Linked DNA regions of Arabidopsis thaliana: region 2 is linked to region 1. Evidence: chromatin contacts called from public capture Hi-C data. All regions are on one chromosome and are shown on one strand. The core of a region is the stretch at or near the end of the contact, and the rest is flanking DNA. Distances in the headings are between cores, read along the strand shown.

Evidence for each region. Capture Hi-C pulls out chosen DNA fragments and counts their contacts.
Region 2: a capture Hi-C map of seedling shows a contact between it and region 1, with 2.3 times the contacts expected there. The contact joins the promoter of ENT6 here to the promoter of UBQ11 in region 1. A contact is called at or near these places in 8 of 26 Hi-C or Micro-C datasets (callus, cotyledon, leaf and 4 more), 2 of 2 datasets of contacts at active chromatin or transcription factors (seedling and shoot) and 1 of 3 other capture datasets (seedling).

The regions. Positions count from the first base shown.
Region 1 is chr4:2,587,449-2,591,244 of TAIR10.1, forward strand. UBQ11 (ubiquitin 11) reads right to left here and starts at 1,989. Exons shown (of 2, transcript NM_116744.4): 1 at 1,847-1,989; 2 at 556-1,512. The coding sequence starts at 1,512. The coding sequence ends at 823. It overlaps AT4G05060 (PapD-like superfamily protein), which reads right to left. Exons shown (of 7, transcript NM_116745.3): 3 at 3,660-3,741; 4 at 3,424-3,542; 5 at 3,236-3,313; 6 at 2,979-3,101; 7 at 2,617-2,853. The coding sequence ends at 2,797. It also overlaps the pseudogene AT4G05049 and the pseudogene AT4G05053.
Region 2 is chr4:2,627,552-2,631,160 of TAIR10.1, forward strand. ENT6 (equilibrative nucleoside transporter 6) reads right to left here and starts at 1,507. Exons shown (of 10, transcript NM_001340532.1): 1 at 1,262-1,507; 2 at 1,093-1,172; 3 at 891-995; 4 at 623-778; 5 at 380-523; 6 at 181-286; 7 at 1-90. The coding sequence starts at 1,134.

The sequences.
Region 1 (3,796 bases), core at 739-3,238:
TACAAAGACTACTAGTCTTTGTTCCTTCTACGATGATTGGGACAGAAACCAAACCATTGGTTCAACAAATGTGGTCCCACGTGTGGATCTCATGGCTCTAGGGAAACCACTTGGATGACGCTGCAAGGAGTTGATCTTTATGCTGCGGTTCCGTTTTGTGTTGTGCATATAATCTTAGAGAAAGGTACTGTCTTCTCATGTACTCTTGTTTTATAGGTTTTTCCTCTCTTTTTTAAGAAAAGTGTGTATAATTGTGTTACAAATGTTGCAGATGGAGAGGAAATTGAGTTTGAATCAAACAAATCAGAGTTTAGTGAAGGAGAAGGCTCTGTTCATATCAGAACTTGGGGATCTTGCTGATAGACTCAGCATCTTGCAGTCTCCTCTACATCTCATTGTATTGTCCCCTGTTTTTGCTTGCACATGTTTTTGAAAGTGCTTAAAACATTGTTTCAAATTCGCACTGCACTTTACTGGCACACTTATAAGGTGATATTGTTTATCACACACTGTCAAGAAGTTAAAACCATTAGATGTTGACAGGACTGAACATTAGATAGAGACTCTGTACTTCTCACACTCATCAAACTAAGCACATCATATAAAGAGACAACGATGACAAAAGTGAATCGAAAGAGATAATTGCAATAGAGAATAAGTTCGATTTGTTGTTTGAAAGAAAAGAGAGATGAAAGAAACGGAAACATAGTCGATCAATTATTTATCAGAGGCTGTACATGGCCCCAAAACATAAACCACCAAAGTACTAGATGAAACGATACATGAACTTGGTTCAGTAACCATAAGAGAGAGAGACAAGGTTTAGAAACCACCACGGAGACGGAGGACCAAGTGAAGAGTAGACTCCTTCTGGATGTTGTAGTCGGCCAAAGTACGTCCATCCTCAAGCTGCTTTCCAGCGAAGATGAGACGCTGCTGGTCCGGAGGAATGCCTTCCTTGTCCTGGATCTTAGCCTTCACGTTATCAATGGTGTCGGAGCTCTCAACTTCAAGAGTGATGGTCTTTCCGGTCAAAGTCTTTACGAAGATCTGCATACCTCCACGCAGACGCAAGACCAAATGAAGCGTAGACTCCTTCTGGATGTTGTAATCCGCCAAAGTTCTGCCGTCCTCAAGTTGCTTTCCGGCGAAGATCAACCTCTGCTGGTCCGGAGGAATACCCTCCTTATCTTGGATCTTGGCCTTGACGTTGTCAATGGTGTCAGAGCTCTCCACCTCAAGAGTAATCGTCTTTCCCGTTAGGGTTTTAACGAAAATCTGCATACCACCACGGAGCCTGAGAACCAAGTGGAGGGTGGATTCCTTCTGGATATTGTAATCCGCCAACGTGCGGCCATCCTCCAACTGCTTTCCGGCGAAGATAAGCCTCTGCTGATCCGGAGGAATACCTTCCTTATCCTGGATCTTGGCCTTAACGTTGTCGATGGTGTCAGAGCTTTCCACCTCGAGGGTGATAGTCTTTCCGGTGAGAGTCTTAACGAAGATCTGCATCTGTTAATCAGAAAAACCGAGATTAATCGACAAATTCGATCGCACAAACAAGAAACTAACACCAAATCTAGATAAAAATCACAGATCAAAGCGTAAATAATCGAGAACACACAAATTCTTTCAACAAATCGGATCAAATACAAGGAAACAACAAGAAAATAAACAGATCTGCGAAAAATACGAACCCTAATCGAGAAATAAGAAGAGATCTAACGATGAAACTATGTAATTTGCCTCCGATCAGAGATTAACGAGATCAAAATCAAAGAACAGAGCCTAAATTGCGATCGAACGAAACAAATCGAAGAAATACAATAAGAACTCAGAAATCTACCTTGATCACGGTTGAGAGATTTGAGAGATTGATTTTAGAGTTTGAGAAAATTGGAATCTGAATTGTGAAGAAGAAGAGCTCTTTGGGTATTTGATTTATAGAAGCAAAAAAGACGAGGACGACTCGGTCGGTCACGAGAAAGCTAAGGCGTGGAAGCAATAGCCAATTATAAATTGACACGTATGTGTAGGGACGTGTACGCGTTGTTCACACGCAAAGTTGTTTTTGGCTAATTGCCTTATTTTTAGGTTGAGGAAAAGTATTTTGTGCATTGAGTTGTTAAAAATTTGATGTAAAGATAGTTTGCTGCGAGACATATACTGAAAGTTGAATTACCATTAGATGAGATCATTAGATAATCTGGATAAGTATGCCAAGAAGTTCTCTGAGTTGAAATTTGAATTAAGCACAACTGAGAGACATATACTGAAAGAGATGGGTTTTGTTTGTCATGTTGAACACTAGAAACACCTCCGGAATTGAGGCAAGAAGCTTGGAATTTGGCTAATGATAGTCTGCGTACAACCCTTTGTGTAAGGTTCACAAGTGAGGTTGTGGCTTGTGGGGTCGTGTATGCTGCTGCACGTAGGTTTCAAGTACCTCTCCCAGAGAATCCACCCTGGTGGAAAGCATTTGATGCAGATAAATCTAGTATTGACCAAGTGTGTAGAGTTCTAGCTCATCTATACACTCTTCCAAAGGCTTAGTATATCTCCTCTGTTTGCAAGGATTCAGGTGGACATTCAGATAAATCAAGACATCACTCTTTTGCAAATATCCTTTTCATTTACCAAACACGATGATCTCCTCTGCAAATAATTTTGGGATTACTAAGATAATTGATCATAAATACAATCTTCTATCTCGTCACACAACACATTTTGACTCGGCACAAAATTAAAAAAAAAAAACACATACACACACTTTTTGGTCTTGGTGGTCTTTAAGTTTCAAGCAGCGTCTACTCCTCCTTGTTGTTGTGCAAGATATCTCTCTCGGCGTTGCTTCTGGTCATTAGTACAGAAGATAAACACAGTTAACATCAGTATCACACTTTCTTTGTTGTCTTATAAAACAAAACATAAAAAGAAGACGAGAGTAAGGCATGAAAAGAATGGCATTCGTCTCTCACCCATTCATCGATCACAAGCCCTTCTCCAATTGGCTTTGGACCAACAATACCCTCTGATGCTTTTTTCCGTGCTTCATCTGCAGCATCCGCTTCAGCCAATTGACTCTTCAATTTCTCCATCATCTGTAAAGAGAGAGGTAACAAAGTTTAAAGAATCAGTGATATCTAGGATTGCTTAAAGCAGTAAATGATCCCAATCAAGTTCACAAATGATGGCGATAAGAACCAGAAAAAGAAGAAGAAGCGGACGGACTCACGGAGTTAGGGTTTTCGGGATCCAAGAATACCACACGCATTACTTGCTCCTCAGAGACATGATCTTTTTGCTCCTCAAACTGCAAAACACAAGAGCATCCACACTTCTTAGAATCCAAGAACAAAAGTCTTATTTTATCTTATCTTCTCTGTTTCTTTCTGACCAGTAGTTACTACAAGTTTCACATACCAGCTCAGGCATATAGTCTGTTGGAACTTTCATCTTCAAGCTCATGATTTTAAACTTAACCCCGCTCTTTTGTTCCATTGGCTTTTCATTATTCTCAGGAGGCTCAACAAACTTGAAAACTAAAGAATTCAACAAGACATAGAAACAAACAGTCACCACATAATCATCGAGGCCAATGATAAAAAGTACCCTAATCAAACAGTATAAAGAAACATATATACAAGAGAAGCAAATACCAGTTGCGATAATTTCTTCCCCGGGAGCAAGAATAGCACCAGCCGGGCGCATGAAGCAACTCTTTGGTACTGTTGTTTGAAACTGAGTAAACCAAGATAATCAGCAGAGATAAACACCAATGACAACAACAACAACC
Region 2 (3,609 bases), core at 257-2,756, 40 kb after region 1:
AATACATAACAATCGGGAGTTTCGGTAACACATAAGCATATAGCATCACAGATAGTAACTCTATGCATGTGGAGATAGCTAAGAACATCACTGCCAAAAAGAAAAAAAACTTATAAACACTTTGGTGATTGGGGTTCTATCGGTTTTCGAAATTTGAAACCTTCAAAAATATGAACTCACTTGCCCCTTTTCGTAGACCATTGTTTGATTTCTCAAAAGCTGCTTTGGTTATTAGCCTAAGCGCTGATGTTAGCGCACCAGCTACAGCCATACCTCCCATGTATGACTACAAGGAAGTAGGAATATGTTAGCTAGTAAATTCCTCTTGTATATGTTAGCTAGTCTAAAAGGATATATTGTATCTCCTAAAATGTATAACCTGAACTAGTTCAGGGCACATCAGTGATAAATCACCGAACATTCCTCCTTGAACGGTAGCATCCGCGAGGCCAAAAGCAGCAACGACTGCGCATAAACCGGTATAAGGTCCGAATCCACCACGTCCTTTTGTTGCCAAATCCAACTGTTTTTTTTTTTTAATTTAAATTCTTGCGTCTATAATTAAAATCCATTTACATATGAAAGATTAATGTAAGATTAAGACTTGAATTAAGAAACTTACAACTATGAGCAAGAATGTGGATATTGTGTATAGAATGTAACCAATCAGGTTACGTTTTCGAGTACTGGTTTTCGATTCGTGGTATGCGAGGATCACGATTGCTCCAAACGCAAACGGTTGGTATACAAGTGTGAGTACTCTTGAAGGATGATAATCCTACATGCAAGAAACGTTATGTCTTTTTTCCAACTTTTTGATGACTAAAACACAACATCAGAATTCAAAAACTAATTTTCGAATCTTAGAATAGTCAGAACCGAAACCGAACCGGGAAAACTTTGTAGTAGTAATCTGCTGTAGTGAGCATACTGTTCCAAGAAATAAGAGAACCAAATCCAAGAATACAGTAGACAATCATTGCTTGATACTTCCCCTGTTTTTTTCAGAGATAAACAAGAATTTTAGGGTTTGAAATTTACAAAAACATTGAAAGATTTTGGTTCTGAGTTTTGGATATTGTGGAAACTCACGCGAAGCTTCTCAGGAACTTGGTGCTCGTATATATCCGCCATTTTCGAAATTGTTACAGAGAGATCAAAAGAACATAACCCTTTTACAAGATTCAAGAAATGGATCAAACACTGGATGATGTTATTCTTTTTCTTTTTGTTGTTGGAGCAGAAAGCTATAGACACTTACTTGGAACTTAGCACATGCATGAGGGTTTTGCAGAGCCAACGAGTTTGTTGATTATTTAAAGAGTAACGCTTTCACAAAAACTCAAAACAAGATTCTTAATACAAGGAGATGAGCAAGTAAAATAATAATAAGACTTTTAAAAGGTTTTTGACAGCAAATATGGAAGGATATAATATGAGACACAGAAGAAAAAGAAACAGAACCAAATAGATTAAAGTAAGGGCGTGAATGTACGACGCGTTCCAGCTTTTTATGTGTGGTTCTACTTATTTCTCACCATTAAGTTTGTTTCAAACTCTTTTTTTGAAGAAAAAAAGAAAAGAAAAAGCAGTGCGATACGTATTTCTTCGTCACAGATATAGAAACGCACTTGAAAGAAAAAAGCACTCTATAAGGTGTGGTTAGAAGAAAAATGTAGTTTTGTCTAATTAATTTGGCTTTTCTGACGAAATTAAAAAGCATTATGCTATGAGTTTGTTTTTTCTCTATATAAAACACAACATCATCAAACAATATATATACACTAGAAGTAGCCTCGCGTGATGTGCAAAATAAAATTAGTTTTAATTTTTTTTAATAGTTTTGATATATTTTAATTTTATAAATATACTTGAAATTTTTATATTTTTGTTTGAAAAATTACCTTATATATGTTAATTGATTTTTACATGTAGAAAAAGTATCATCAAACACTTAAAATAAATAAGTATTGTGCCGCTAGTTAAGAATTGAAGTAGAAAATTTTGTTAAAGTGAAAAGTTTATGTTTAAAATACTATTTTACTCTGTATTCTTTTATATATACTTTTTTTGATGCAAAATAAAAAAAAACGGGACATTTTTTATTGACAAGAAAACTCAAAAAAAAAACTTGATTGAAGTAATTAAGTAACTAAATATTATGCACTATTAAAAGAGTAATTATTGAGGTATGACTAATCCATATGTTTATTTGGAATTTAAACTTTACATGAATAATAATTAATAATTATCATAAAGCAAAAATATATTTATACATTAGTAACTGAGTAGATTATTCAGTTACTAAGACCATAATGAGGTTTAATTGCATAGTGTTTAATCGCAATTTCTTTGCATTCTTTTACTTCATTCGTATATGTTGATCAAACCCCACAAGATGCTGCTCTATTTTCACCAATTTAGAAATCTTCCGAACAAAAACCACCAAATGTTATTGTTCAGTAATCAAACATCTCATTGCCAAAATAAGTTATTCCATTTCCAAATGAAGTGAAGAGAGACTTCAGGAAATATGTTCTCACTATCAGTGTTTTTTCACTATATTATCCCTTGTATTTTCTTACTATTTTTTAATGTTAGCTGTATAACCTAACAAAAAAACTTAAAATAAAATGTTCACCAGATACTTATGAACCACATAATCGGTGCACATAATAATAAGATTAACCTAAATGAAGAAATCTACAATAAGCAATATAAATCATCATCATTTAACTATCAAATTATCCTAATCTATCATAACTCATGATCAAACAAAAGACTACTCATTAAACATGGTGAAAGATATAAGAAAAATGCATAAACAAAAATATAAATGATAGAATTGAAGAATCCTTCACAAAACAAATTTCAGTTAAAAAATGTCTAAAAATTGCTTAAATACAAATTCGTTTAGACCTGGTCGACCCAAGATAAAACGGGTCAAATCTTGGATAATGATATCATGAAAAAGTCTCTAGTGGTCTCACTGTATTAAAAATGTCTAAAAATTGTTGATCTCACTATATTAAAAAATGTCTAAAAAATCCTTGAATATAAATTTGTTTGGACCGGATTATTCCAAAATAAAGTGGATCATATCTTAGATGATTACATCATTAAAAAGTCTCTAATTGTATGTTGATCCTACTGCACTAAGTTAATATAACCTCTGGCATTGAAGGAAAATTTCTGGATGAGCTTTTCTTAAGCATGAAAATGATATGTGTCTACTAAATCGATGATAATTCTTAAACCTCTGTTCCGTTTGGCTTGAAATCACCATCAGTGGAAAGCTAACTAAATTTCTGAATCTAAATTCGAAAGTAAGGCCTTCATCCGAATTGATATTTCTGACACTTTGGACTTGTTCATGATCATCATTTCTCTTCTTAGCATCTACATGTGTGTATTCCATTATTTTAACTTCACATAACTAAAAACACACACACAAAGACACTATAGGATTTCTAAAACACAAGAAAAATCACGTGGATACTAAATGCAACAAAAAACAATGAAAACACTAATAAAATTTAACAAAAAGAATATTTACAACCTTGATAAAGTGCTAAATATGGAGTAAATCAGGTCTCATAATCATGCCCA